Linked DNA regions of Mus musculus: all the other regions are linked to region 4. Evidence: chromatin contacts called from public HiCAR-type and HiChIP or PLAC-seq data. All regions are on one chromosome and are shown on one strand. Each heading gives the region's core, a stretch centred on a gene start, on an enhancer-like site or on the middle of the called end of the contact. The rest is flanking DNA. Distances are from core to core; before and after follow the strand shown. Region 1 overlaps Akap6 (A kinase (PRKA) anchor protein 6). Region 2 holds the start of Akap6 (A kinase (PRKA) anchor protein 6). Region 3 overlaps Akap6 (A kinase (PRKA) anchor protein 6). Region 4 holds the start of Heatr5a (HEAT repeat containing 5A). Region 5 overlaps Gm35239 (a long non-coding RNA gene). Region 6 overlaps Akap6 (A kinase (PRKA) anchor protein 6). Region 7 has its middle 28 kb from the start of Akap6.

Evidence for each region. HiCAR-type assays count read pairs that join an accessible place to other places. HiChIP or PLAC-seq counts read pairs in DNA pulled down with a chosen protein or histone mark.
Region 1: an H3K4me3 HiChIP or PLAC-seq map of craniofacial prominence shows a contact between it and region 4, with 7 times the contacts expected there. The contact joins the enhancer-like site here to the promoter of Heatr5a in region 4. A contact is called at or near these places in 3 of 39 promoter capture datasets (cranial neural crest, frontonasal cranial neural crest and second pharyngeal arch cranial neural crest), 4 of 115 datasets of contacts at active chromatin or transcription factors (bone marrow-derived macrophages, craniofacial prominence, embryonic stem cells and 1 more) and 1 of 9 other capture datasets (embryonic stem cells).
Region 2: a HiCAR-type map of astrocytes shows a contact between it and region 4, with 4 times the contacts expected there. The contact joins the promoter of Akap6 here to the promoter of Heatr5a in region 4. A contact is called at or near these places in 5 of 39 promoter capture datasets (the 3T3-L1 cell line, cranial neural crest, frontonasal cranial neural crest and 2 more), 2 of 115 datasets of contacts at active chromatin or transcription factors (astrocytes and bone marrow-derived macrophages) and 1 of 9 other capture datasets (embryonic stem cells).
Region 3: a contact with region 4 is called in an H3K4me3 HiChIP or PLAC-seq map of bone marrow-derived macrophages, with 8 times the contacts expected there. The contact joins the enhancer-like site here to the promoter of Heatr5a in region 4. A contact is called at or near these places in 4 of 39 promoter capture datasets (cranial neural crest, liver, maxillary cranial neural crest and 1 more) and 2 of 115 datasets of contacts at active chromatin or transcription factors (bone marrow-derived macrophages and embryonic stem cells).
Region 5: an H3K4me3 HiChIP or PLAC-seq map of bone marrow-derived macrophages shows a contact between it and region 4, with 6 times the contacts expected there. The contact joins the enhancer-like site here to the promoter of Heatr5a in region 4. A contact is called at or near these places in 13 of 39 promoter capture datasets (the C10 cell line, cranial neural crest, embryonic stem cells and 9 more), 1 of 15 datasets of contacts at CTCF or cohesin (the NIH/3T3 cell line), 4 of 484 Hi-C or Micro-C datasets (bone marrow-derived macrophages, embryonic stem cells, muscle stem cells and 1 more), 12 of 115 datasets of contacts at active chromatin or transcription factors (bone marrow-derived macrophages, embryonic basal ganglia, embryonic limb bud and 4 more) and 3 of 9 other capture datasets (adipose tissue, embryonic stem cells and macrophages).
Region 6: an H3K27ac HiChIP or PLAC-seq map of extraembryonic endoderm stem cells shows a contact between it and region 4, with 16 times the contacts expected there. The contact joins the enhancer-like site here to the promoter of Heatr5a in region 4. A contact is called at or near these places in 11 of 39 promoter capture datasets (the C10 cell line, cranial neural crest, embryonic stem cells and 6 more), 2 of 15 datasets of contacts at CTCF or cohesin (the NIH/3T3 cell line and large pre-B cells), 3 of 484 Hi-C or Micro-C datasets (the HL-1 cell line, bone marrow-derived macrophages and embryonic stem cells), 8 of 115 datasets of contacts at active chromatin or transcription factors (T-cell acute lymphoblastic leukemia, bone marrow-derived macrophages, embryonic stem cells and 2 more) and 1 of 9 other capture datasets (embryonic stem cells).
Region 7: an H3K4me3 HiChIP or PLAC-seq map of stem cell-derived neural progenitor cells shows a contact between it and region 4, with 6 times the contacts expected there. The contact joins the enhancer-like site here to the promoter of Heatr5a in region 4. A contact is called at or near these places in 7 of 39 promoter capture datasets (cranial neural crest, embryonic stem cells, epiblast stem cells and 4 more), 1 of 15 datasets of contacts at CTCF or cohesin (the NIH/3T3 cell line) and 1 of 115 datasets of contacts at active chromatin or transcription factors (stem cell-derived neural progenitor cells).

What each region holds. Positions count from the first base shown.
Region 1 is chr12:52,866,743-52,870,927 of GRCm38.p6, forward strand. The region is part of intron 2 of Akap6 (A kinase (PRKA) anchor protein 6); the gene reads left to right. Among named protein-coding and RNA genes, the nearest start is that of Gm51971, 70 kb to the left of the region's middle. Within about 2 kb of position 1,704, at least 52 of the 459 cell types and tissues checked have an H3K27ac peak or open chromatin away from gene starts, as enhancers often do. A contact at or near this core is called in craniofacial prominence, second pharyngeal arch cranial neural crest and stem cell-derived neural progenitor cells, where this site is marked.
Region 2 is chr12:52,698,079-52,702,296 of GRCm38.p6, forward strand. Akap6 (A kinase (PRKA) anchor protein 6) reads left to right here and starts at 1,305. Exons shown (of 14, transcript NM_198111.2): 1 at 1,305-1,364.
Region 3 is chr12:52,781,515-52,785,269 of GRCm38.p6, forward strand. All of the region lies in intron 1 of Akap6 (A kinase (PRKA) anchor protein 6), which reads left to right. Among named protein-coding and RNA genes, the nearest start is that of Gm51971, 15 kb to the right of the region's middle. Within about 2 kb of position 1,502, at least 173 of the 459 cell types and tissues checked have an H3K27ac peak or open chromatin away from gene starts, as enhancers often do. A contact at or near this core is called in bone marrow-derived macrophages, where this site is marked.
Region 4 is chr12:51,968,697-51,973,046 of GRCm38.p6, forward strand. Heatr5a (HEAT repeat containing 5A) reads right to left here and starts at 2,625. Exons shown (of 36, transcript NM_177171.4): 1 at 2,507-2,625.
Region 5 is chr12:52,622,832-52,627,138 of GRCm38.p6, forward strand. All of the region lies in intron 2 of Gm35239 (a long non-coding RNA gene), which reads left to right. Among named protein-coding and RNA genes, the nearest start is that of Gm23296, 20 kb to the left of the region's middle. Within about 2 kb of position 2,805, at least 15 of the 459 cell types and tissues checked have an H3K27ac peak or open chromatin away from gene starts, as enhancers often do. A contact at or near this core is called in bone marrow-derived macrophages, where this site is marked.
Region 6 is chr12:52,833,546-52,837,604 of GRCm38.p6, forward strand. The region is part of intron 2 of Akap6 (A kinase (PRKA) anchor protein 6); the gene reads left to right. Among named protein-coding and RNA genes, the nearest start is that of Gm51971, 37 kb to the left of the region's middle. Within about 2 kb of position 2,091, at least 125 of the 459 cell types and tissues checked have an H3K27ac peak or open chromatin away from gene starts, as enhancers often do. A contact at or near this core is called in the HL-1 cell line, the NIH/3T3 cell line, extraembryonic endoderm stem cells and 2 more, where this site is marked.
Region 7 is chr12:52,669,487-52,673,699 of GRCm38.p6, forward strand. No RefSeq gene overlaps it. Among named protein-coding and RNA genes, the nearest start is that of Akap6, 28 kb to the right of the region's middle. Within about 2 kb of position 2,100, at least 53 of the 459 cell types and tissues checked have an H3K27ac peak or open chromatin away from gene starts, as enhancers often do.

The DNA.
Region 1 (4,185 bases), core at 454-2,953, 900 kb after region 4:
TGTCTGAATGAGTAGCATTACCTATAATATAACACCGACTATCACAAGGACAAATCTGGAGCATTCGTGCTATGGGATGCCAAAGGTCCAGGAGAAAAGTTTCCGTGAAACTTTTTGCCTTGGGGCTGCGTCCAAGCTTCACTGAGGTGGGTGTGGCAGCTATCCAACTGTAAGTGTTGATCTATCCCCATTTCCTGTACCTTTGGCAATAATTTCCATGATAGCCAAATCTCTTTCTTTTAATGGCTCTAGATTTTGAGTCTAGTCTAGTCTTTCCTATGTAGCTTTTCTAAATCATATTCACACATCAGAGAGAGAGAGAGTGACATACAGAGACAGAAAGATAGAGAAAGACAGGCAGAGACAGACAGAGATAGATATGAAAAGATAATAAAGAGAACCAGAAAGATGGCTCAGTGAGTAAAGAGGTTTAATTTGCAAGCCTGATGACCTGAGTTCAGCTCCTGGAACCCACGTGAGGTAGGAGAGAACTGACTCCACAAGGCTGTCCTCTGACCCTGCACATATGTTGTTGTGTGTGCCACCCCCTCCCCATACATGCACAATAGTAGTAACAAAGTCTTACAAATTCTCAAGAAGAGAATGAAAGGTCAATTATCCAGCAACAAGGAATTGGCTAATAAATAGTATATGTTACTCTGCCCTAGGAATTATGAATGATGTTAATTGACACGAAGGAATATCCATGATATGCTATCAAATAAAAGCAGCACAATTCTGGAATACAGTATAGTGTATACAGAATGTGGAATACATCTGTACGAAGAGGCAAATGATTAGAGACTTACCCAGCTACTCCTTATTCAGTGACTACCGGGGGCTTTTCTATACCAGGCAGTTTTGTTTGGTGGTAGATAGACAAGATCCCTGATTCATTTTTTAAAATTTTATTTTACCTATATTAGCATTTTACCTTTATGTCTGTACAACACACAGGTGCCTGGTATATGTCAGATATGGAATCTGGATGCCTTGGGACTAGAGTCACTGACGCCTGCTAGCTTCCCTGTCAGAGCTGGGGACTGAACCTTGTGCCACTGCTCCTAACCACTGACTCTTCTCTGCCCCCTGATTAAATTTTGTCTGACCTTTTCAAACTTTTTTTTTTAAACAATGATCTTGATGTTATTTTTGTTGAAAAACAATTAAATTTAGAATTCCATGTGCCCTGGGCCATTTATGTGATATAAATTTGTTTTCTGAATCATCATTAACTATACAAATGGAATGAGAGACACACAGTTAAAAATGGCAGTCCTTTCCTATGCCCAGTCCAGATCTTATGCAAGGGAGGAGGTGGCCCAGGACACCAGTTTCTAAAGTGGCCAGAACTGGATTCTGCTTGGCACAGAAGCAAGTAGCATCCTGTTGCTGGGACTTTGTATCTTTGGCTGTTTATAGCTAGCGGTTCAAGGAGGCCGGCCATTCTAGCCTGGTGTCAGTTTACATCTGCTGTATGTTACTTGACCCTTTTTATGTTCCTGTTGAAGTTGCCTCTCCCCGGAAATCTCTGTCATTCCATTAACCCCGCTGCCGCCTCTGCACGCAGCTGACCTCCTGCGTTGGAAAACAGAATGTATTCTGGTTACATTTTAAAGTAAGTTTTGGGATGAGTTCCTGGCCAAGGATTTGACTCTAGTTATCTGTTCCCACAGACTAAAGGGGAGGGGCTTAACAAAGCCTCTGTGTTGTTCTCTGTCTCTGTGCTTCCGACCTCCTGAACTGGGTCAGCCTTTCCTGTAATGTATTCATGATCCTCTCCTGGTCTTTCAATGCTGGATCTTTGTATATATGCTGAAGAACAAACAAGCAAGCAAAATCCATCATTTTCTATTTTTTTTTTAAATACTCCATGCTTCTTATAAATCATAATATAAAAATAAATGCATACTGATACAAAAGCCAAACCGGAACAACAGAAAATGGCCCACATACAATCCCTTTCCCTGTGAATAAACGAGTGTATTTTCTTTATCTTTTTGGCTCATGGGATTGCCTCAGCTTTTGTTCTAACATTTATATAGCCTGTTTAATAAATCTCAAACTCTATCTGGACCAATCTTTTTAAGCTATGAAGAATGGATACTATCAAAAAAACTTTACCTTTTCTCATATCATGAAATGTCACAATGCCAGTTTCAGGAAAGCACTGGTCAGCCTCAGTTCAAGGAAACTGCTGATCAAGTGGCCAATAAAATCAATTATCAGTGGACGAATCCCAGGAGGCATTTTAGTACTGAGAGCTCCTAGGGTCATTGATGGCTCTGACATTAGTGACCTATGGGAGGAAGAAGGGAAAAGGTCCCTCTGGGCCACATCACTCTGAGCTGTTCTCTCCCAGCCTGGGAGGGAGATGGCCTGTGACCTTTGTGTGATCTTCATGGAAGCCCTCCTCCCGGATGCACTGTAAGCAGACAGACAGGCAAGAAACACAGACACATGGGGTCCTCTTTCACCAGCAACACCTAGGTTTTCTGTAGGTTTCTTCTTGTCATCACTGCTCTCTCTGGTTAGCTGATCCTTTTCAGCCTAGATCTCCCCACACTTAAGGTTTCTCTCAGCCTTTGCCTCTGCCTTCTAGGTAGTCTGGATTATTTGCACAAAGACATAAGGCAGTTCTGAAGATGTGATCTTTTCTGGACCATCTTCTATGTTTTCCTTGGTATGCAGAAATTATTTAAGCGCTATATCCTTATGTCTACTGATGTCCCTGGTGTCTAATTCCTCTACCAAACCTTTCTTTCAACTTTCACAATTCCAAGGGCGTGCTTCTAGTGCCAGGACTGTCACCTTTCTGTTCTTTGCCCCCATGTTCCCTCCGCCTTAAAAAACATTAGTTGTGCTCTCTATCTGGAAGTCAGCTGGCATATCCCACTTTGCTTCAGAAGTAGCTAAAGTCTAACTTACAGATAAATAATGGAAGTTGTTTTGCCTTGTGACCCTCTCGACAGGGCTTTTCTTACCCATGTTCCCAGCATCCCCTGCTAAGTTGCCCTTTTCATTTTGTGTCCTTAATTTTATTATGTCTGTTTCCTGTCAGTACACTTGCACACATCTGAATTTTCACCAGACCATCACAAAATGGTTTCTGTCTACAGTGAATTAAGAGTGGGCTGAGCACATGGTTTAGGGCACAAGGGGGCAGAGTGTATTAATCATGAATGAAATATTGAATGAATCTAGGTTCAGATGTTGTCCGAGCTAGCTCAGACCTCATTTATCGATCCTGCCACTTCTTTTGTATGTATTCTGAAACCCCACCCATGGTTTGAAAGGAACAGAATTCTCTGTGTATAATTAGGGAGAAGAAAGCTCTTCACTAGGTTTATAGTCAATCTAAATAAGCAATGGGTTTTCAAATGACATTTTAGATAAAATTAACCTAGATATATAAAAAGTACATTGCAACTGACTTTGTCACTTAGCTTGTAACAGATTTCAAAAGCAAAGAATAAGATCCTTTGAGGAGGTTGAATCGCTGTTACAGGATTATTTGAATAGACCTCATCCTCCATTTTGGCGGGTCATTGGAGTATTAATAATGGATGGCTGCTGTGCTTGGCAGTCAGATATGTTATTCTTATCCATTTTTATTTCCCAAAGGAGCCTCTGGAAAAGGGCAAAGAGGGTAGATTTAAAACCACATTATTGGAATTCAATACCTTTCATCTTGTTTTGTATGTCTAGGGTTTGTTGAAGAGTGGTACTAATATGGAGAGTCAGCCAAGCATGGGGCAGGCGGAATACCAAAATGGATTTTCTTAAGTAAAATATAAGTTGGATTCTGTGTTTTAATTTAGGTCTCAATGACCAACACTAACATTTCCAGAAAAGATTCCAAATGTGTGTTTGTGTATTTTGATCATTTTGATTTTCATCGGGTAAAGGAATGGACAAAAATCTACCAAGGCAGATTATTTAGGCTAATGAAAATAAATAAAAAATTACATAGGTAAATTACAAAAATAAAAACAAATAAAAATTATGTAAGTCAATTATAAAGTATAAATGTGCTAATTCTTAAAAAAAGCTATGACAAACTGAAGTTTTAGTCATGTAAAGTGAACCACTGAAGGAATACTAAGTTCTCACATGCCTTTGTCCTTCCTGTGATCACACAAAAGCCCAAGAGGGGATGAATTCGAATCCTAGAATGCTAGAGTG
Region 2 (4,218 bases), core at 55-2,554, 730 kb after region 4:
TGATTTTATCAGTTTTTCTTTACAGGAGGCTGCCTGAGTTCCTTCAGAGCCTCCCCTCCAACCCCACCACCCCCTGTGCTGCTGATTAAGAGAAGTATGGGACAATTAAGAGATGATTGGACAATATAATTGTCTCATTCTGTATTAGGTTTCGGAATTTTGTGCTTTCTCAGAGCTGTAGAGACAGAATGGATGTAGGTCAGCTTGGCTGTGCCTTTCTCTGTCAGTGGCCTGCAAGCCTTAGATGAGTGAGATGGGTAGCTGGTCCACGGTTAGCTCTCCTCAGGGTCACAACATGATGCTTGTTTATGCTTCACACTGGAAAGAAAGGACTGATTTCTTTGGATTTCCTTTCCTTTCACTAACTGGAGAAATCCTCCTGGAGTCTTGTTTTAATGTGCCTGTCAGAGGTCCAGTGGGGGAGGGGAGAGAGTAATAGCCTCCTTGGTAGGCAGTCTTACAGCCTCAAAAAGAACAAAACAAACCCCAAGGGTTGTGAGTGGCAGTCACAAGAAACTTCTACAGGTCTTCCACTTGTTCCAGATTTTAACCCCAGAAGATACTTGCCTTTTGGCCATGTGTAGGAAGAGTTCTCTGTCAGATAGGGGAAGGGTCTCTAGGATCCAACCTCTTTTCACTGCTCCTGAAGGTTAAGTGGTAGCGAGTTCTCCAGCAGCAGGCTCTGTGGGGTGGTGTCTACCCGAGAACACCCTCAGGGCAGACCTAGCTGGCGGAGGCTTTGCCCATGTTCTGACGATTATTAGTCTGTGCACTTTAGAATTAGACTCACTTGGTCAGCTGTTTATTACATTTTAAATTGTTTCAAAATCCATGCTTTGTTCTTTTTCTCTTTGTCAGATGAACTAAACCTCTTTTTAATAACTTTTAAAGAGGTATCGTTACTAGCCAGGGAGAAGAGCGATCAAATTGCCTGATAGGGAACCATGAATACGAGTTTGTATTTTCTGAGTACTGAATCGACATTCCACTTGCACCTTTATTCTCTCAATGTAGAGCAGCAAACGAAGAGGTAATTTTTATTTTGTTTTCTAAAATTATTCTAAGAAATCCCCTTTTAAACTTACAGATTTTAGTCCAATGAGGAGCCCTGTTTCTTTGGACTGCATTTTGCATATTGTCTGCTTCTTACAGGGCTTTTGTATTGTCTCAGGCTCCACTGGAAATGCAGCAAGGATTCCTAGCACATCCCAGTTGCCATAGCAACAGCAGCCTTTCCCATAATGAGCTGCATCATCTGAACTGATGTCACAGCATCATGCAGCAGGTCAAACAAGGCATCTCCTAGTATTGCATCCTACAGATGTGCTGTAAACATCAAAAGGCGACGTTGGGAGCAGGAGATGGTGAGTGTTAAACGTTTGGGCCTTAATTGCGACGCTGTTTTGTTGGTTAGTCTGTGGCGTCTACTAAGGCAGGGATGGGGGGATGTTGTCTGCTTAAAATGGACTGGAGAAAGAAGGGTTGTTTTGCCTAATTCTGTTTTCAGGCTGCTGTGTTAAGACAAAGGCCTGTGAGAGTCGCATAAAAATCAAAATGCAAAGATTTCTTGCTCCGTCTCCGCCTGTTATTTTTAGTATTCTCATGAATTAAAAAAAAAAAGCACAGAAAATTTTCTATTGCAAAAGCCTAAATAAGCTCTGAAATGTGTAGTTCATTGTATTTTAACATTGTAAAGATATGTTTCTTTTTTTATGAGGCAGGGCTAATTGGTCCCATTTGCTTCTGTGATTTATGAAATATTTAGTGACTTGCAGAACGGAATTCAGTATTTACCTCCATTGGGTTTCAGATTCTTCATGGCAAGGAATGAGTGCTGAATAAGCATTTGACATAACCTTATGTGTATGTGAAAGGGGATTCTCTTGCATGTTCAAGAAATAATTTGTTAAAAACATTAAGACTGAAACCAGATGAAATTATCTATGCCTTTTGATTTGTGTGGAATCTCTTCAATTCATGTCCTCCATAGTTAAGAGGCTGAAGCTGGAGTTGCTTCCAGGCTGGTTTGTAACTGAGAGAGGAGCAAGTCTCCCCTCTGCGGCAGTTACAGTCAAGGATAACCCGGGAGAGAGACTCTGGAAAGGCCAGTGGCGCTGCCGCCCGCCCGCCCGCGGGCTCATGCTTAACTCTAGCCCCAACCCAGTGTGATGGATAAATGTCAGGGGCCTTGATGCTTGTTAGGAATGCAAATCTCTGGACCCGGAACCTCAACTCAATTCCAAAGCTCCAGATAAACATACGATGTTTACGTTTAATCCAGGGCTTGCTTTTAAGAATCGTTACTATTTTATTTGCTAAAAACCAGTCTAACAGGTCAGTATGGAACAGGGTATCATTGCCTTTTGTTTTGGGAAATGAAATGAATTTCCTTGGTGCAACTGATTGCTACTGGGGGAGAGAAAGCACATGCCCGTTCAGTTGTTCAATCTGCCGGCTTACAGTCAGGGAGTGGTCCTGTGTTTCAGTGCAGTCGAGCTGATAGTTTTTATTTATACAGTCTTACTGGAAAGAATAGCACCCCCTGAGTTGCTTGTAATTAGTTAAGATTGCTGGAGCCTAAACAGTTTAGATGGAGCCTAAAACAGATATTTCAGAGGAAGCCGGAAAAGCAACATCTCCAGCCAGCTTGCGTTGATTTTTCTCTCCTATGGAGTTGGGCACAGCGGTCCCATTAGGCACAGGCACTAGGCGGAGTGGTACAGCTCGGGGTTTAATTAGTTTGTTTACCCCACACCACACACATGCTACTCCCAGTCTTTTAAGCTTATATTGCTCGCGTGCAGCTATATGGGATGGAAGAGGTCAATTCGGCCTGGCCTTCCCACGAGCAATTAGTAGTATGGATGCTCACTGCCTGCTTTTTGTGTGTGTGACGCATAGTATGAACAGAGAGCTCTGCTGGGACCGTTGGGTGTGAACGCAGCCAAGTCAGAAGCTCTCAGGTAAAAGGGAGGAGAAAGGCCTTAATGGGGGAAGGGAAAGTAGTTAGAACCCCTTGAAGTACTGCTCCCGAGAAGCGACATGAAAAGACTTGTTCAGTGACACAAATTGCTAGGAGTGAAACAGAAGGCAGCGGTTTAGTGGGTTTTCTCCTGGTTTAATTCTCCCCCCTTTTGTCTAACAGTGCTCTCCGCTGCTTCCTCCTGGGTGAAACGTATGGTTACTGGAAGTCACGGAGGCCAGATTCCTTAAGGGCAGTGTTAGAAAAGTGAAGTCATGCTTTGAGGGTGGAGAAGGGCACTGGCGGGTGTGGACTGCCACGCTAGCGGAACATCCGCCCAGCGCAGGCAAACCTGTCATCCTCCCAACCCCCACAACATGCAGCCACAGTTCCTCAACTTTATGCTTTTGTGCTTTTTTTGCTCCAGGAGAACAAAGCCCTGATAGCAAGAGCTGTCACCCAGGGTTCTGTTTCTTGGAGGACCACAGCCTGTGCTGCACTCTGCACTCTGATTAGCTGTGCCTTAATTACTAGCTAAGGCTATTTCAGTTGCGGTAGTTTTAATATATCCCCAAGGGTGTGTGGTGTGTGTGTGTGTGTGTGTGTGTGTGTGTGTGTGTGTGTGTATGGGGGAGGGAGAGAGTTTGTTCTGTGGCTGGATTTATTGGTGCCTCAGTGAAAATTTTCTAGAATTTCAAGTATTTTGCTGTACATAATGACTGGAATATTATCAAAACTGTGTTGCCCATGTGGCCAAGTTTAGACTGTGTAAGTCTCACAAACTGTTAACCTATACTTTTGGTTATGGTTTTGTTACTGACTTACAAAGGTATAATGATTTAAATCTTTCTAGATAGCTAGGCTATAGTGGGACTAATACAGATAATTACAATAACAACTAATAGCTACTATTTATTCAGTTCATTATTTATCAGTTTTACTGAGCCAGGCTTTGTGCGTCAGCTTGTTTAGCTCTCAAGAGGAGTCAGGAGATAGAAAGTACCAATCTCACTTCAGGAGATTGGGCACTGGTACTCATATTTTACAGAACCAATTCCTAGTTTAGTCACCTGGTTAAAGTCACATGTTTTATACGTTACTGGGCTGATTCCAAACCAGTGCAGCCTGGCTGTGAAGCCTGCGAGCTTTCCACAGCTACCCCAGTGTTATGATGCCTTCTTTTACTCATCCCCACTCAATTGCAGGACCCCACCCTTCCTGATTCTAATCCGAAAGTCAGATTTCACAGGTAGAAT
Region 3 (3,755 bases), core at 252-2,751, 810 kb after region 4:
GGATGAAAACAAACTCCTATTTCTGAAGACACTAAACACTTTGGACACAGGATTCTGAGGATCCAAACTTGATCTACCCTGAAAATCTCCTTCCCCTCTGGTCTATCTTTCATGGTACCAGAACCACCACAGAAACCTCTAAGGGAGGGAAGCAACCCTCGAAGGGACCCTGCCCATCAACGACAACTATGAACCACAAGAACCAGAGTGGCACAGTATTCCAAAGGGTATAATAGTGGTGCTCATGTCTTGGTAGTAACCTTCAGCTATTTACCTGAATGTAAGATCTGATCAACAAGAGGAAAACCACGCCTGGTCCTGGAAACCTAGTCAACTACCTCAGGCTAGTAAAATAATGAACCTTGGAGAAGAACCTACAACTGTCACTTGACTCAACCAGCATTATCCACATCTACATTTTAAATATTTATCCTTATACACAGAGATAAGTAATATGTTTCACCTTAAAGAAAGAACAGATGGAGACCATTAGAGGAAACTACAACTGATACAAATGCAGACAATAAGTGATTGTATGGAGCCCATCTCCAACCAATAGATCTACAACACAACTCCGGTATCTAAGTTTCAGGGATCATAGCAGACAAGGAAACAGAAAGACTGTAGGAGCTAGGAAATCAGGAAGGTTGCTGCGAGACTGCATCTCCCAGAAATGTCACAGAGGCTGCACTCTTGAAGTCTCATCAACGCAGCTGTCTAAACAAGACTTAAACAAGTATGATATCAATACACATGTTAAGAAGGAAAGGGGAGGGCTCATGGGGCCCCAGCTCTAGACAAAAACCTACAGGTGACTAAGGAATTCTGAGGTCAGGAGAAATCGTCTTCCCCAGGGAAGACTCTCCAATTGGTTATCTAATTACTAAGTGGTCAGTCCTGAAATCATATATGTACAAGTAATATTCTGTGGACTGTTTAGATCGCATTTATATTTTGAGATACACACACATACACACATCCCACAACTACAATTAAAGAGAAAGAGGTAGTCAATTTGAGAATGAGCAAGGCAGAATACATAGGAAGAATAGGAGAGAAGAAAGGGAAGGGGAAATGATGTAATTGTATTCTAATTTTAAAAAATCACATCAATTTTCACATTGAAGGAGGGAAACTGTAGCCTTCCAGCTACTGGTGTTCTATTATATGTTAAAAGAATGAAATAGAACCCTTACCACATAGAATCAGGTTATTATAGATCACCCCCAAATTATTTTTTAAAAAATTGAAGCAGCTGACTGTTACAAATATTCCATATCACTCATTTAACTGGCAGGCAAAATAGCATTTCTTGCTGAAGAAACTCAAAGGACCTCCAGGAGGCATGTCAGCTCCTGAATCATTCAGAACTGTTAGCAACGTCAGGATCACGGCAAAGTGTGCGATAAACAGAAGCCACAGCGAGCAGACTGTATCTGAGATTCTTTTGTAGCTGCTGTAAATGACTAAGTGGGAACAAAAGTAGCTGTGTCATGTGATGGATCTGACTGCGATGTGGTGCATGAGTCAAAAGGAGACAGACATAGGTTACTGAGAAGGCCCCGCTGTTTCTGATTGCCACATCAATTATGAGAAACTACTGCCTACAGGGGAAAGACATGAAAAATGGAAACGTTGGGTGCACAGTCATCTTCCATGCCACCAAACTGCTGGTGAATGCCGCGAGTTGCTCCCCTGTGTGGGGCGTGGCTACAGGCTTAGCTGAGTCGCAGAGTAAGAGAGCAGCTCAGATTGTGACCTCCTGGAAACTGCAGCTTCCTCTTTCTCTCCGCAGCCCAGCTCAGGTGGTGGCAAGTGGAGAGAGCAGCCAGCTGGCGGACTTTGCTTTCAGGCCCTAGCATGCCGATGGCATAGGTGAGAGACTGTGAGTCGGTCTTTGAGTGGTATCCAGGCTGTGGTCCTTGATGTTCCTGACATTAAGACAAGCCCTAAATTCAAAATATAAATCTTTTTGTTGCCTTTGATGAATGGAAGAGCTGCCAAAGTGTCTGGTGGAATTCAAACCATAGTCTTCTAAGGTTGATAGAAGAGCTATTGTACTCTTTGTAGAGATTTGAAGTCATTAGCTCCTAATCAGAAGACCTATTGTAGCTATGTGTTTTTATTAAACAATGAATGAATTAATTTATTAAAAAACAAGAATCCAGTGGAAGAGAGCTTATGCCTCGTGCTTTTATATCTTCCAATATAAACACAACATCCTTGAGCTTGTACTATCTATCTAGTACTTAAAATATGTGTGGTATTTTTCTTTGAAGGTCTAGGTATATATGATCCTCAGTGCTCTATGGATATTTTTCAAAATACCAGTTCATCTTGGAGCAAAGTCTGATTCAATCGGACATTAACTTTTGATTTAGATGTCTGATTGGGTTGAAATGCTTTACTGTTTCATGAACTTGATAGATTTAGAGCAAAACCACAGTAAGATGTTTGAAACAAACAGGCTCTGTCTTACTGAAACCGTTCTGGGAAAGCAGGCACAGTCGCAGGCTGTGGGAACGGCTTCTGCGATAAGGAACACAGGAGGACTCCTGCTCATGGGAGACCGTTGGAGCCAGGGCACCTTTCATTGTTATAATTTCAGGCTGACATTAGAGGCATCTAATATCTGAGGAGCTACAGTGAAGGAATATTGTGAATAGGAAAATGGGTTTGGGAATCCCAGTCCTTTTGAGAATTCTTCATCCACACAGTCCTCTGTTTCTGAGAGAAAGCATAGTAGTTATTTGAGGTGTTCTCACATTGCAGAATGAGCAGCAGAAGGCAAATTAACATCAGTGGAAAGATTTGGCTCAATTCATTTGATCTTTTGGCCTGATTCACTTGTCTTCGAAAATAAAAGTTATCCTCCCTACAATATATTTACTTGTTAGGACCAACACCGAAACAGCTTAAATTCACCCTGATCTCTCCATTGCCTGTCCCTCATCATTGCAACGGGCTTAACCAGGGGAGGCAGTGCTCTCTCTCTCTCTCTCTCTCTCTCTCTCTCCTTTCTCCCTCCCTCCTCCTCCTCTCTCTTTCTTTCTTCCTTACATGTTGAAAACACTCTTTCATATACTAGAGTCCAATGGTGGCTTCCTCTTCCTCATTCCTTCCCAGATCCTCCCCACCCAAGCCCCACCCCCACCCCAATCCAAACTCCACACCTTCTTTCACCCTCTCTTTGGAAAACAAACAAGCAAATAAAACAAACCACAACGAAAAGTAAAAAGAAAAAACAAAAAGCAGAAGAAACACACACACACACACACAAACCCATAAAAACGCAAAATCAGAAATCATGACATTTAAACAAAAGACCAGTCAGTTAAAAAACAAACAAACAAACAAACAAACAAACAAACCCAAAACCCAAAAAGCACAAACAGAGCAATTTGAAACAAAAAGAAAATCTCCAAAAATACCCTTGAGTTTGTTTTGTGTTGGCATTTACTGATGGCTATGGGGTCGCCCTTAAGGGTGGTTTGTATACCCAGTGAGACTCCAGTGGGCTAACGGTTGTCAATTAGAAATGTCTTCTTGATTATAGAGTTCTTAAAGTTATTTCTAAATGATTATTTTAGTGAAATGTGTGCAGCAGTTTTACTGAATTGAGTCAAAGGAATTTTGTATTTGAAAGTATGGTGCTGCCTCGCCTGGGCAGCACAGTAGAGCTGACCCTGGTGGAAGGGGTGAGGGTGAGCCACCCTGAGGGTGTGAGCATGGGAAAACCACTCTGGCTACTCATC
Region 4 (4,350 bases), core at 1,375-3,874:
ATGAGTTTAACAAAAGACATTTCATAGCTTTTTAGACTTTGGAATTAAGATTGAGATTCTGTACCCATATGATACTTTTTTTAAAAAAGCATAATTCTGGACATACGTCCAATTTCAATATGCAGAGTATTTATTCAGGGTTCTAATATCTAATATTAATATTAACTAAATTAATATTAATGAGATATCTAATATCTCATTCTGTTCTACACTTGATCTTTAAAAGGCCAAGAAGTAATCCCATTTGCTTCTTGCTATAGAGACACCTTCCATTTCAAGTCTACACTGACCCCTCAATAATATTTTACCTGATCTAGTAATCCAACCCTGTCATTAGCATGTTTAAAGGAAAATTCTGGAGCAGAACTAACTTATGATAGACATAGTGAATGTTATATTCAAAAGAGAGGGAAGAGGCTCAACGCCCTCAACTTGATTTTCAGTATGGAGGAGGGAGGGATGGAGATTGATGCTTAAATTAAAAACAAAACAAAAAAAGCAACCAGAAACATACCTCCCCCCTTTCTTCACTCTCAAGAGACCAAAGCTGCTGAAATGATAAAACCATAAACTGGCAGAAAAGCCACGCCTCTCATAGCACTACACTGGATCTAGAACTCCAGAGAATACTCAGAAGGGATTCTAAATGTCATTAAATAGGTTATCAGGTATTTAGAATAGTTGAATTTAGACTACTCAGAAGTTAACCCCTTACTTTATCCATAAGAAAGGCTAATGAAGGTGTTAGCAACTGCCCTCTTAAAAATTAAGCTGCAAAGAATGGAGGGTGGAAAACAGAAACGCACAGGGCAAAGACAAGGAACCTTAATTTTCCCCTCAGAGAGTACATTCATTAGTTTAAATTGATGGTGTTAATTTTAGATAGTAATTAAGAAATTTTAAAGGTTCTGTGGGATTCTGGGAAGATGGTTCAGCAAGTAAGAAGGCTGGCTGAGCAAGAATGAAGGCCCGAGATCAAACCCACAAAAAAACGTGGACGGGGCAGGCACTTCTAACTGCACCGCTGTGGCGGGCAGAAAGACTGCTAGGGCTTTCTCTAGGTTTAGGGAGAAGACCCTGCTCCAAAAAAGCAGAAAGTGAGAGCAGGGCAGACAGTCCTGGGTGCAAGCACCTTCGAATACATGTGCATATTACTACCTCCCCACCCCCTCCCCCGTTATTTGGGAACTCTGTATTTTCCTGCTACTAACATCAAACGCTAATATAATTAAAGAACAAGTAAAGGTAACCTAATCAAGGATCCATAAAGAGTACCAAAGGTTAAGTCAGGAGTTTATTCTTGACCTACAGCTATCTATGTAAAGTAAGTGCATTCCACAGCACAACCAATCCGCTCTCCAATATTCTCCCGCCCCTATCTTAGTAAAACTGCCTCCTTGCTCTCTGGTGTTCGTTTTTTTTTTTTTTTTTTTTGAAAGTGAGTTAGCTGATGTGGCTCTCTCTACCTAAGCCTAGGTTGGCTGGGAACGCTCCCCTTTTCTGCCTCAACATCCTAAATACTAGAACTACAGATGTGCAACGTTAAGCCTGGCTTTATTCGTTTTTGGATGCTTATCTAAAATCTCATTCTTTGCCTCTGTGTATTAGTGCACCCCTTAAATTCCAACACTCTGAAGGCAGAGGCAGGTTTGAGACCGTCTCAAATAAATAATCAAACCTCATCCTCAGACATTGTCTCTAAGATGTTTGCGAAATAAAACCAGGCAACCTTGCATTAGGGTTAACTTAAGTTAATCTCCCAGCATTGTTTTTCAAAGTCCTGAACTGTTATAGGGCTTTTTTTTTTTTTTACTTCCTTAAACTTCTCCTTATCTCTAAGCTCTTTAGTTCCTTTAGGGTGACTAGCATTCTTATAAACCACGCACAACCCAAAAGACTACAAACCATCTAATTTGTCTGACCTGAGAGTTCAAATTCCCTTAACTTGTCAGAGGTACACGTTACGGTTACTAAGTTCCATTAGGTGCTTTACGAAGTTTCTAACGATTTGCAAACGATTTGCAATCATTTGAGATGATCTCTTTCTTGCTGGCGTGAAATAAGCAAATAAAGGAAAATAAAAAACAAACGTTTCCACCGACTCCGCAAACGCCCCTGGCGAAGGCTTTCCTTCTTAAGAAGACCTGGAAACTTCTGGCAACGTCCACTCTCTGCTGCTGGGGGCCGACCTGGAGGTGCAGGGCGGGTCCCCAGCCGCGGGGCAGGCGACCGGGTCCCCGACTTTCCCCTCCCGCGTCCCAGCCCCGCAGCTGCCGACCCCGCCTACCTGTTGGGCTGAGGAGGAAACCCGCCACGCCGCAGTCAGCCCCCGTGTCCCGTCTGTGCCTGCAGCCGGGACCCCGTCCCCCTCGGCTCCGTCCCACCGGGCCGGGTCCTCAGCCTCCGCACCGCGCCCACCCGGGACCCGCGCCACCCGGCTCCAGCCGCTCCCGCCCAGTCCCTAAGCACGCCGCCCCCAGCTTCCTCTCCGGATCTCCCGGCTTGCCTGCAGAGACGCCCTGAGCTCACACCCGTCCCGGCTGTGCCACGTTCCCGGCTCCGCGACAGCACAGCGGCACCCGGCTCCCCGCGGGCGAATGCGGAGCTGGGAGGGCGGGCGGGGCTGACAGCGCGGCGGGAGCGGCCATTGGGAGGGCCCGGCCCCTCCCGCGCCCAGGCTGGCCAGCCGCCCGCCGAGCCAGGGAGCGCACACTGTGGCAGGCGTGACTACTCCACCGCCGAGAGAGCGATGGGAGCTCCTGAGGCAGAAGTCACTTCTAGGACAGCGTGCTGTCCTCCAGTCCGGAGATTCCGGCCACAACTATTTTTGTCTATTTTTGTCGCCAGTCAGAATCTACACTTGCGGCTTAAAAGGCAGACACTTCAGGAGCCTGGAAATATTCAGGCAGGGCCGGAGCTGAAGGAGGATATGATGGAATCTTACCCGAGGAAGGGACTCTAAAGAACTTTTAACAGGAACCTAACTGTAAAAGGACTATGTGAAGATTCCACGCGGAGTCCGTGGCTCTGAGTCAGATGTGTTTTTCCACTATAATCAGGATTTTGAGTGTAACTTTTTTCCCTTGTTTTGAAACAAGCTTACAAGAAGGTTGCAATCGTAGTTCAAAAACATTATTCCCCGAACGGTTTTGAGATTTAAGTTGCTAATATTATGTCACAGTGTTCCTAAGCAGTTTACACATAGTCATAATAACTGCAATAGCGATATTCTTTATGCAATACACTCGGTTTCTTGGTTGTCTCAATCATGTTCCTTGTAAGGAAAGGCCTTCAGTTCCGAAATAAGTGTTCTTTCTAGTTGCAATGCATATCTTCAATCTGGAATACTTCCTTAGTCTTTGACATTTACAACCTTGACAACTTTGAAGACTATTGGCTCACTGTTTTTATAGAAAGGCTTTCATTCTGATTCTGTCTGATATTTATTCATGATTAGATTTAAACTAGATATCTTTGAGGACTCTCACAAGTGATTCCATGTTCATATGTGTCGGTGTTTGCTCTTCAAAAAGCTCCTTTTTCCATCTTTGTAATTAATATGTATTTTCTGAAGCTATTTTGTTTCAGGGTACCTGTGAATAACCTTGTTTAGAAATTCATAATTTATATTACTGGATATAGAATTGTTCCACTTCATTAAGTTGATTATAGTGTTCTTCCATTATTTATCTATTTACTTTTTACAACTTTTTGTGTGTGGGCCTACACATATGTGTGCCACATGCATGCAGTGCCCATGGAGGCCAGAAGAGGGCATCAGAGTTATAGGCAGTTGTGAGGTCCCTGATGTGGGTGCTAGGAACTGAACTGGGGTCCTCTGCAAGAGCAATGAGTGTCCTTTTCTTTTCTTTGTGTTGCATCCTGTACAGCTTGGTCCTAGAAACCTGACTGGGGCAAGAAGAAAGGGCAAACACAGGCACAGAAAAGTTGGGTTAAGGTGGGCCCTGCACATTTTAATGGAGTGGCATCAACTATGAAATAACCCACTGGAACCTCAGAACATGAGGCTAGTAGTCTTGATAAGAGGTATCTGTAGTGAGCTGCAGTTGCTGGGTTTTTGCACACTTTGGTCAATCATTAGTAAACCCTTGACCCAGAAGAGGGCTTTGCCACTCCCATGGGTCTGAGGCCTTGGGTCCTTGACATAGCCATGCCTTAGTCGACAATACACATTCTCTCAGGGCTTATCTCAGTTCCTTACAGTTTTGTTTTGTTATATGCACGTAGGTATGCCTGTCTTTACTTGCACCGTAGGCATGCCGTATCCTTGGAAGTCTAAAGACTGTGTTGGAGCTTTAAGAACTGCCATCAGATGTCGTTGTGGGCTGC
Region 5 (4,307 bases), core at 1,555-4,054, 650 kb after region 4:
AATGGGTCTCTGTGTCTTATCTATGTCTTGTGCCTTTTTTTAAGGCTCCTTTCCGCCTATTTGTTTTGTCCTATTCTGGTGTTTTAGTTTTAGTTTTATTATTTTATTATTACCCTTTTGAAGCCTGTTTGTTTTCTAATGAGAGAAAGGGAGAGGAAGGGTTGGATCTGGGTTGGAGGAGAGTTGGGGAAGAACTAGGAATAGTAGAGGGAGTGGAAACCCTAATCAGGATATAGAGTATGAGAAAAAACTATTTTCAATAAAAGAAAAAATGGAATTGCAGTGTGATTTTGATTTGCATTTCCCTGGTGGCTAAGGATGTTGGACTTCTTTTATGCATTTATTAGCCATTTATACTTCATTTGAAAAAGTGTTCATTCCATTTTCCAATCTGTTTATTGTGTATATTATTTATCCTTTCGTTCATTTTTTTTAAGTTTTTATACATTTTAGATATGAATCTACTGTCAGATGAATATTTGGCAGAGATCATCTTCCATTTTATGGGCTGTCTCTTTTCTCTCCGATTGTCTCTTTGGTAGGTCAGGATCTTTTTAAACTTTGCAATATTACATTTGTACAGTTGTTAAGCGGCTCTTTCTTTGGCCCTGACTTTGTAACACTGACTTGTGGAGCCACAGCCCCCACAGCTGAGTTCACCCATTGGGGTGCTTCTCTCCACCGCACGTGCGTGTAAGGCCCCATCAGTTTTGTCCACACAGAAGTGCTGTGTCCCCCGAAGCATGAGAAGTCAGCACAGCATGGCTTCCATCTGTTTCTGCCCCGCATAGGCTGGTTTCAATCAAATGAATACCTAATCCAATAGTGACTCTTATTAAATCCTCTGCCCTGCCCCATCCCATCTGTTATGTGTCTTATTCTTTATCTCCAGAATGGCAGAAACTGAGGCTTTTCTCAGAATTTAATTTCCCCCCTCTCCCCCTCTATCTGGCATCTTTCAGGTCTAGGACTGGAGTCAAGATTTGTAATCAGGCTGAGGTGTGTCTGAGGATTCCCAACAATCCACGTGGCTTTTTCTCAGGCCTCACTTCTCCCAGCAAGGCCTCCTGCTGTTTAGTGTAGTGATCTGTGAAGCTCTGAGTTGCTCACAGACCTCTGTGCTGGGACCACAGTCACAGCTTCTCCGGGAGCTAAGGTCCTGAAAGGTCTCAGGGACGTGGCTCTGATAATATTCTTTGGGATAAGCAGGTCTGTGCTCTCCCCAGCTTTGCTTGCAGGGCCTTGGCACCTGATGGCAAGAGGGATCACGGTTTCACCTCGGTGGGCTTCTCTTAGCCGTCTGTCTATTGGATAGCTTATTTTCTTGCTAACTAAGCCATCATTGATCTCAAAACCAACCGAATTTGAAAATAGACCTTAGTATTTCTATCTAGGGAATAGCAAAAAGAATACAATCTTCCCCAAGTTAAATATTTCTGTGTTTAATCCTTGGCAAGTATAATGTTTTACCCTAGAAGAATAAAACATACTTTAGGCGTATTGTTAGTGTGGCAAGTCCCAAATTTGGTGCCCTTTCTGCAATGCCAGATACTTAGATTCTGACCCCCCACCCTTGCGTTATTTATTAGCCTTACTGACTGTTGATGTCCTCTCTAAAAGTCTCCTGGGAGGAGGAAGTTTCCTGTGTCTGTCAGATTTCACACCCCTTTCCACTCCAGTATGCTTTCCAAGGAGAAAATGATTGATAAATAGGTCCAAACTCCTGCAAATCGGTAATTCCATTATTAGATCCATCCTCTGTGCAGAAAGGCACACTGAAGGTTTCTTATATAGAATGCATGAAACCACTTACATATTGCTACTTAAATTTCTTTTGAGAAGTAAGGCCACGTGAGGATGTAGACGATATTAAGATCACCCCATCTGCAGTCATATGGAGAGATGTTGATAGGTACCATTTCTCAGTTATGTTTCCAGTTCTGTGATAGAATCACAACTGAAGGCGACTCGGTGTGGGGAGGGTTTGTTTGGCTTCCACTTCCAGGTAAACACTCCATCACTAAGAGAAGTCAGGGCAGAAACTTAAAGCAGGAACCGGGACTCAGGCCTTGAAAGACTAATGCTTGCTGCCTTCTTCTGGTGCTTTTAATTTGCTTCCTTATATAAGCCAGGATCACCTCTCCAGGGGTGGCACCATGCCAGCCAAAATCAAGAAAATTCCCTACAGACTTGCCTACAGGCTTCCAATATGATGGAGACATTTTTTTCCTCAGTTAAGGTTCTTCTGTCCAGATAACTCTAATATGTGTCAAGTTGATAAAGAAGAAAGAGGGGGAGGGGGAAGGGGAAGGGGGAAGAAAGGGGAAGAAGGGGGAAGAAGGGGGAAGAAGAAGGGGGAAGGAAGGGGGAAGGGTGAAGGAGGAAAGGGGAAGGGGGAAGGGGGAAGGAGGAAAGGGGAAGGGGGAAGGGGGAAGGGGGAAGGGAGAAGGGGGAAGGGGGAAGGGGGACAACAGCAACAACATATAGCCAACCAACCAAACAAGCAAACCAGGACACCCTAAATGCAGAAATCTTCAGTCCTCTAGAGAATGCAGGCAAAATATGGCATTGGTGTCACATCCAAGGTCTTCTTTTCTTGTTTCCTGCAGTTGCAATCTAAGATACACATACAAATCCTCTTTGCAGTGGGGGATAAGATACCTATATTCAACAATGCTTGGTTAAACTAGGGTGGATAAGGAGTATCCAGGATCCTCAGTTGGCCCTCTAACTAGCTCCCCAAGGCTACTATGTGTCTCATCTTGAGCTAAGCTTGAATGAGTCATGCTTAAAGGAATCCAGAGGGAATAAAACAAAGAAACGATGGTCACTGTGTCCTATTTGCCGTGTCCTCTTCCTGATAAGGTAATAGCCAACCCTGCTGTGGCATGCTGTCTCTCTCCCTGACACTTTCACATTGCTATTCTCTGTTAAAAGTCACTGGCTGAGCCAGGGATTATAATGCTTCCTTACAATGTCTCCATAAATGTTGCTTGCTGGCATTTCCATTCCAATTGATAATAATAAAAATTTCTGCTTCCCTGTGTGTGTGTGTGTGTGTGGGGGGGTGTCAGCGAGATAATGGTATACAAATTGGCTATTATGAAAAGATAAAGAAATATGAAAAAGATGTATTATATCTGCTTTCTCCTTACTGAAAGTGGGCTTCCTTTTATTTAGAACTGGGTAGTAAGAAGTTTGATATAATACTTGCATTTATGTGGTGAAAGTCATGATTTTGGTGGGTAGAGGACTGTCTGTGCATGGGTACGCAACTCTTACAAAACTTGCTTCCAGCCAGTATGTACCCTGCTCTTCGTTGGAAGGAAGGGGAGACTTTGTAAATTTGCATCAGAAGGACATTTTCCAGTTCTAATAATACTAAGGGTCTTGTTATCTACCTAACAAGAGGGGAGACAACCACCAAGACCTATATCCAGGCCTGGCACTATAACTCAGAGCTAACGTGCCCACTCATGCGCAGATTCAATTCCTAGCACTGAAATTATTCATGACTCCAGTAGTTAAGCCATATTTCTGAACACTGTAGATGTATGATATAGTCTTTCGATTCCAGACTGATGGTCTTTGCTTATTGTCTTCTTTACTTTGCTTTGTTTATGAGCAGGAACAATCTAGAAATGCCGATTAGCAAAATTCTGTATAGTTCTTCTAACTGTTTGTTCTCTTTATTGAGTTTCAAGATTTTAAAAGTAAAACAAGCCTTGACTACCTAGAAGGATCAGTGGGCAAAGCTCCGTAGGGCCCACAGAGTGCAAGAAGAGAACCTATTCTTGCAAGTTGTCTGTGGCCTCCACACTCACGCCATGACATCTATGTATTCTCCCCTCCCAACATAAAGTAAATAAATGTAATCAAAATAAAATTTAAAACTATTTGTTTAAAAAAGTATTAACCAGCCCTGATCAATACAACGCCATACATACCTATTAAATGCAAGGTTTCTGGTTTCTGCTCCTGTGCACAGCTGAGAAAGCCAACAGGGGCAAAATAAGACTCCAAAACCAAAAAAAACTAAGCGTTCTAAACTGGGCATAAGCAGTCACGGGGGCTGTGGCACAAGGCTTACTTAAAGAACAGAGGTTGGGAAGAGACACGAGGGATCTGGATTAGCAAAGAGGTAACCTAGAGAGAGGAGCAAGCCAAGTGTGTCAGAGACAGATAGTTCCAGAAACTTGAACATTTCCCCCCTCAGACACATTTTCACTTAGTAGCCCAGGCTGGCCTTAAACTTGCAGTTTCCTTGACTCAGCCTCTCAATTACTGAGATCCTGTGTGTCCTACCA
Region 6 (4,059 bases), core at 841-3,340, 860 kb after region 4:
TCTCTCTCTCTCTCTCTCTCTCTCTCTCTCTCTCACACACACACACACACACACACACACACACACACACACACACACACACGCACACACACCTTTAAACCTAGCAAGCTTCCTATGAAAATCAGAGTATTTACAGCCATCCATTCGCTTCTTTTTGGCTAATGTTCAGTTGGTTCATAATCTAATACTATTCCAAATTCACTCAAATTCCCCGAGACACTTATCTAACCATTTCAGATAACAGAATAGACTTCAAAGTGCAAGAAAATCTCTTTACAGGCTGAGGCTAGTTTGGAAAGTATTTTAAGTGCACAATTATGATAAGCCAGGTTCTTACATATTACAAAATTTTCCCCTTTTCTAAAATCTGGGCTAATAGCTATTAAATATTTCAAATTAAAACTCAAAGTAATATATTGTTGGTTCATTTAAAAATTTCAGAATTTAAAAGTAATAAATGGATTGGTCCATAGTCATGAAAATTATCATTGCAATTAACACATAGTTCCACAAGCTAGGCTAAATCCCATTATCTCTGTGGTTCTAATTATCGAAGGGCTTAAAGAAAGCAGAAGTTATTTGACCCGTGACTGGCCCTGCAGTCTGCTGGTGAGGGTATACGGTAACGCATGCTGCAGCAGAACTCAGATGTCCTAAACTGCAGATTATCATGCACAACCTTTCTTGGGTTGTCTTACACGTCAACAGGGAATTCCAAGGTCACGGCCACGAGCTAGGACGGATTCACATCCCCGTGCCTCTCGACTGCTGAATATATTCTACCTTCCTTTGCTTTTCCTGTAAATCCTTTCAGCATCCACTGGCTTAATTGGGGTGAATGGAGTCTGTGCCTCCCACTAGGGCAAATGTCTTGATTGAATAATTAGTGTTAATTGACACAGGCACCTCTGTCCAAGGTATGAAGTGTCTTCCTAGTTTATTTCATTATCTGTGTCTTTCTTCTCCATTTTACGGGATCCTGCTGACATTGCTACCTGACTGGATTGGCTAAAGTTAAAGCTGGGCATGCTGTTGCAGGACTCTGTTTGGAAACACAGATATTGCAGAGTGTTAGGAATCCTGGGGTATGACCTGGGCTAACAAATTATGAGCTCTAACTTGAAAAATGAGCCTTCAAAGCATAAAGCTTAGAAACCTTTGTTCTTACAAGAAATGTGACGTTTGACGTTTGTCACAGGTCCCTAGGCAGTCCATCCTGGACCTGGGGTTCTGAATTCTGCATTCTGAAGGTTTGTTGAGGATGAGAAAATGTCAGAGGAATCTGAAACCAGATCAAGCTGACCGATTAGCCAAATTATCCTCGAGCATCTACCGTAGAGGCGAGGGCTTTTAATCAGGAGCCCTGAGGTGTCTCCCTCCAGCTTTGGATCCTCTCCAGAGAGCAGCCAGGAAAAGCTTTCCCAGTGTGGAAAGCTCCCAGGGGAGATGTGGCCATGGTGGGACAATACCCAGGAAGGGCTCATCTGAGAGCCCCAGAGTAGCAGCTTGGGGAGTAAGAGCCTGAGCAGACAAGCAGGCCAGGCCACAAGGAGGAGAGATACACTAGCATTTCCTACAAGTGCCTTCTCTGTGACTGTTGTCATTAAAAGGGCTTGTTGTATCGGAGTGGGGGGGGCTTTAGCTATGGAACCATGAAACTTAATTCAGAAGAGACGGTGGGACAGCAGACTGATCTCTGTAATGTAAATGGCAGCTCTTCTGCTGAAAGCCATTGTGTCAACCGCTTGAGAACGTGGCAGTGACTTGGCAGGGAGATGGCAGAAAGGTTCTCTGGACCAACTGTCTCCTGCAGCTGTGAAAGACACACAGCCTGGCTGCCAAATGGTGAGCCCTTTTGTGCTCCGGCTGAGTTTCATTCACTCCTATGGCAACTTGAGGTTCAGCGTTCAGGAATATTAGTTTGGTCTGGACCATCGCCATCTCTTAGCAACCAAGGGAGATAGAAATTACCAGCTGGGTAATTTGATACTGGGAACCCGAAGGTCATGAAAATGGGGTATAATGGCTGTTTGTATTGAAGGGGGAGGAGGGAGGGGGGAATATGATGTAATCCTGATGTGTAGAAATGTTTGGAATGCCACAGAGATTACAAAGGAAAATCCAGTTCAAACTGGACTCTGTCTCACTCAGAGCGATTCAAGTTGGGCCAAGGAGCTCCTTTAAGCATGTATATTTTTGCTCAAATAAAAACCCCTTTGGGGTTTTGGAACTGCAGTATAGAAAATAGTTTACTCTGTATTAATTTTCTCTGAGGTTGACCCGTAGCTTAATTTACATTGAGTTTCGAAACAGTGATTTCGAGTAACATAAATAACAGGTTAGGGTTCTATTGCTCTGACTTCTGAAGGCACTGGGCCAGGGATGAGGATTGGGCTGGGAGAATGGGCAAGGGGAGACAAAAGTTGCTACAGATCTGCTTCCTGGATGCTCACACTGGCTCTAGCCCACAAGCGCACCAGCTCGTCAAGGAATTGCATGTTGGGAAACTAGAAACTGCAAAGCAGAAGCCAAAGGAAATTCTTGATAACAAGTTGTTTTCCTTTTCCCCTGGGCCCAGTGAAGGGACCATCTGTTTTTCAAACTAGAAAAGCCAGAAGATGCAGTGTTTGCTCCTGGAACGAGCCAAATTGTCATAATCTAATCAAAATTCCAAAGGATGAAGGGAGAAAGGAAGAGAGGGCTGGGGAAGCCAGGCGTGGCAGTTCCCTCGCTCTCTGCATTCCTGTAGATTCATCCAGCTGTTTTAGCAAACCAGCCTGGACAAGATGCATTTGAAGGGAGTGCGAATTACAGCAAGGAGGACTGGAAAATCCAGGGTTTTGCATGACAGGTAGCGGCCTGGTCTTGTTCTCAGGGGAGCTTGTTCACCTGCTACGCACGTGGTTCTTGTGCTGGCACAGTGGGCAGAGCGCCCTGCTTTCCCTGTCTCGGTTCGTGGTTAGACTTATTTGGCACACTCTGTTACAGTTGGGTCATGGATCTAACGCAGACAGCGGAGCGCGCCTTGCTTTTTCAGCAGTGCTAGGAATGTTTAATTCCTTCCATGCGAAGAGGTTTGGCATTTGATTTTGTGACCCAACTTCAATGAGGTGAAGTAAAAAAAATTATTAACATAAAATAAATCTCTTTTTATATATCCACTTCCTTGTATCCTCAGCCCTCTGGTTCCCATATCCAGCCGACTTACAACAGTGGAGGCTGAAGCCCATGGATTCACTGTTTCTATAGGTCAGCAGCAACTTCATATTGGTTGCTATGCGTAGCATAGACAAGCAGTGCAGACAAACAAGTCCTCTGATATGGAAACACTGTAGGATTTTGAACTCTACCATTAGGATTCTCTGAGAAGAGAAGGTCTCAGGAGAGGTTCTCACCCTTCCCAATGCTACAACCCTTTAACACAGTTCCTCGTGTTGTGGGCGACCCCCGACCATAAAATTATTTTATTGCTACCTCATAACTAGAATTTTGCTAAGGTTATGAATTGTAACGTAATTATCTGATGTGCGGATATGTGACTCTTGTGAAAGGGGATCCAAGGCCTGAGAACCTCTGGTTTCAAGGCTTTAAGACAACCAGAATGGTAGACTGTTTTGGCATCAAACTAAATCCATGCTACCTTCTGCTACACAAACAAAAGGCACGGGCGGCATCTTGCTGAGCTCAGTGCAGCCCCCAGAGCCACCAGGGTTTGTAGATTACTTCAACCTCATTGGATCTTGCATTTAGTTTAAGAACCCTTTTTTGACTGTCTCCTTCCCCATGGTTTAAAATGGTTCTGATTCTGAATCCGTTTTAAATTTCTATGCTCTTTGCTATGAAGAATGAGAAATATGCCAATTTTGGAAAAGTAGGTGGAAACTTTATTTATTTGGAAAAGTCCAGCCACATTCAATTTTAAATATATATATATATATATATATATATATATATAATTAAATATATATATAATTAGTACATATATTGTTTGAGGAAGTATATATTTTGAACTTTTCTGTCTGGCGATGGAGACATGAAGCTACAACCGATGAGTGTATT
Region 7 (4,213 bases), core at 850-3,349, 700 kb after region 4:
GGAGACAGGGTCTTTAACTGAACCTGAAGCTCACTAGTTGGCAAGGCTAGCTGAGCTCTAGGGATCCTCCTGGCTGTCTCCCCAACACTAGAATTACAAGTATATTTCACCATGCCTGGCTTTTTCTATGTGTTCTGGGGATCCAAACTCAGGTATACATGTTGTACAACAGACACTTTACCAACTGAGACACCTCCACCGCCCCTTGGTTAATTTTTGTCTCCATCTGCTTCTCCATGTTTAAAAGGCATTGGTATATGAGATATTAAAGGGAAGAAAAGAATTGGTATCCTTTAAGTCTACGCTTGTTATATCAGTCAGGGGGTTGTCAGAGAAATATGTATATGCATCCTAGGGTGACTCCAAGGTCAATCCTTGTAACAAATTTCTCCATGTGCATACGTGTATGGATACACATCACATGAATATGTATAGGTAAGTCTAATGGGAGAAGATAGGTCACTGGGGACACAACTGTGATGGTTGTTAGGTGCCAGCCACTTTCTTTTTCTCTTTGATTCCCGGGTGCCATGATCTGAGCAGTGTTTCTCTGCTGTGCATTTTCACTTGCTGCATTGCCTTGTGCAGGCCTCAAAGCAAGCGGGCCAAGTAACCAGAGACTGAGGACCTGCAAAACTCGGAAAAAAAAAAAGAATTTTTAAAAAATTTGATTTGCCTCAGGTATTTTGTTACAGTAATGTAAAGCTTACTAACCCAAATCTATCAAGGACAGGCTAAATTTATTCAGCGTTTTGCTGTCTCTGATCTCTCTTTATGTCAGTTGACTCTTGCTTAGATTCCAGTTTCCTTAACCACATGTCTGAATTTTGAAACTTGTATAGGCAAGAATTTTTCTGATGGCTCTATTTAATGGTCATATCAGATAATTCAAGTAACTTGACCTTGATTTATTTTGGGAGCATATTTATAATTAATAAACACATAAAGTATAATTTAGAAATGCCCATTAAAATAGAACATAAATATCTACTAATATATAATCCCTTGATCTAGTTAATCCTTCTACCAGGAGCTGTATTTTGCTAAAATAGTTTGAGAAATATATAATGATATTAGTAAATACAAGATTGGTTAAATAAGCACACACTTAGAACAAACTGTTCTCTTTAGCTGTTAGAGTAAAGTATATTTATCAAGTAACAACAATAACTAGAACAAAACAAGTAGCAAAAGAGTATATAATAATTTTATCTTAAATATCTACATATATGTACAAATAGTCCATGTAAATATTTTTGAATGTCTAAAAGAGAGTTAAAACAACTGTCAAGAGAGATGTGTGTGTGTATGTGTGTGTGTATGTGTGTGTGTATGTGTGTGTGTGTGTGTGTGTGTGTGTGTATGTGTGTGTGTGTGTGTGTGTGTATGGGACACATTTTCTTTATTTGTTGTATTTTAAATGCCTTTCTCCCTTGATCACTAATTGAGAAGATGCCTTACAGTTGGATCTCATGGAGGCATTTCCTCAACTGAAGCTCCTTTCTCTGTGATAACTTCAGCTGTGTCAAGTTGACACAAAATTAGCCAGTACATCAAGTAACAACAATAACTAGAACAAAACAAGTAGCAAAAGAGTATATAATAATTTTATCTTAAATATCTACATATATGTACAAATAGTCCATGTAAATATTTTTGAATGTCTAAAAGTGAGTTAAAACAACTGTCAAGAGAGATGTATGTGTGTATGTATGTGTGTGTGTGTATGTGTGTGTGTGTATGGGACCCATTTTCTTTATCTGTTGTATTTTAAGTGTTTTGATTTTCAATAACTATAATATATCCCTTTTACAATAAAAATACTTAAATACTTGTTTCCATAAAATGTCTTGACTCCATCAAGATTTATCAGACAGCATGAGCAAGGGGGAACGTTGACTCTGAGCTCTGGGGAGGGCTGCTGAAGTCACACTGGTTATATTTTATCTAAAGAATGGTATCCTAACCAAACCATCAAGCCTAATTAAATATGGGAAATGTGTGGCTGGAGAGGCCGTCACACACATGCCTCTGGGGACTCATCCTTCCCACTCCCTCTGGATCTTTCCAGTGCATTAGCTAAGCAGCAGTTAGAAAGGCCTTTTCAGTCGCAGCTGCTGCCTTCTCATGTGTCCTTCTGATCAGCCCTTGGAGAACAGCAGGCTCTGAGCCTGACCGCCCTGCCAGTTGATTGCTTCCAAGCTGGCCCGCCCCCTCCTTGCACCCTCCCTGCCCCCTCCCGTCCCCGTCCCCCAGCCATTGTTCTTTGAGCAATCAATAGGAAACGGCTTTCTGCTCCAGGGTGGGCTGTATCAGGAGGGAGGCACTCACACCCTGGGTCCTTATTAGGGACAATCCCAGACCTGAGATCTTAGCTATCACCATAGCCAATGGCTTTATTTGGGTGAGAAACATGTTCTTTCTGGCATCCATTCTGTACTCCTGGGTGTTTGGATTATGAAAGAGAATTGTTTGCTGCTCTTCCTGTAAACCTGAAGCTCCCATCACCTACCCCTCACCCCTACATCCCACAGAAGTTGCTCCAGGAGATTCCCCAAATCGGAGACAGGACAAAGACATTATTCATGTAAAGGTGGCAGAGCAGAACAATTCAGGGCGGTTAATCACAGGAGGAACGCTGGGTTGAGTTCTGGTGTGGTGGCAGCTCTATGACAGCAGAGTCAGTGGTGGGAGATCGAACCACCCACAGAAGACAAGAAATCCTTCTGGAGAGGTCCCTCTTGGCTCCCAACACCAGAACTAGGCTCCCTCAGCTCATGTTACATCAGAGTTGGAACATGGCTGTTTTCTGCCGACTATACGAGTGGCCATCAATGGCCCTGATTCTCTTCCCCTACTTTTTACTCAGTGATTATACTGACATTGAAAGATGGGAGTGGGAAAACCAAGGTGGGCACTGGAAGACGCTTTTCTCTGTATTGAAGCTGAATCATCCAACTTTCTTTCCCGTCTAGTACATTTTTACTTTTATTATTTAATAACATTTTGCATACCTTTTTGTGTTGCTCAACTTCAATATTTTCTATATTATTACAAAGTCAGTTTTGTTTTTTGTTATTATAGAAGTGTGTGTGTGTGTATGTGTGTGTGTGTGTGTGTGTGTGTGTGTGTAGCTTATTCAAACAGGGAAGATTCTGTATTCCATGGTGATAAATTTTGCCATAAGACTTGCCTTTTTCAAGTCAAGGACCTTTCTGCACACAGCAGAGCTGCCTGGTACACGAGTACCTGTGTGCTTGCCTTCACAGGCACACAGTGGGCCTCACTTTTTATAGCCTCTGAAGTCCCCCATTGCACACATCTTCCTCGGTGCCGCCTGGTGACTGCACTGGTGAGTGGCATGTGAGCGGAGCTGACTCCTGCCCCTAGGCCAGGCCTGTAGAAATAGTCTCTGGACAAGCTTACTGTCCTCTGTGTCTGAACAGAAGATTCAGAGTCTCCGATGAGGTCACAGACACAGATGGAGACACCTGGGGACTGAATAATTTTGTGAGAAGTCTTTTGGGTGATATTCACTGACCTTTGATCTGGGTAAGAAATACATTTAATGTGCGCAGTCACTGAGACCTGGGAATTCTTAAAACAGTTCCTTCTTAATATCATATTAAAATAATCCACTTTAAGATAAAGTTCAGAGGTACTTTCTGCACTCTTAGCTCATTGCAGTGATAGAAAATACAGGAGAAATATTAATATTCTACGCGGTTAGATCTCCATTTAGGGAGAAAACTAGCTCATGGCGTCAATAACTCTCTAAGGTGAGTTCTCCTAACCCCTAAGTAGCAACACTGTGAAATATTTATAGGAAAGCCCTCAGAGACTGTTCATGGTCGTGTGCTATTAATCTCAAGGACAAAAAATGATCTCTCACTTAGCAAGACTAATCACAAATTAAAGTAACTTTCTTCAATTTCAGCCTAATGGTTGGAGGTAGAGTATGTTGTTATTAAATCGTTTCTAAGGGGCCTCCCAGATGCAACGTTCTGATCCTCTAGGAGAAGCTGACTAACAGAAACAGAAAATAAGAGCTCACAAACACAGAACTCATGAACTTCACGGTTGGAAGAATTCATGCAAAGTGTTACAGAAAGTGATAGCGGCCACCGAGTGCTTGGCTCACCTCTGCTTTCCTACCCCTTGCAACCCCTCCTATCAGTGATGCTAGCACACTGAGTCTTAGGTTCCAACCTAT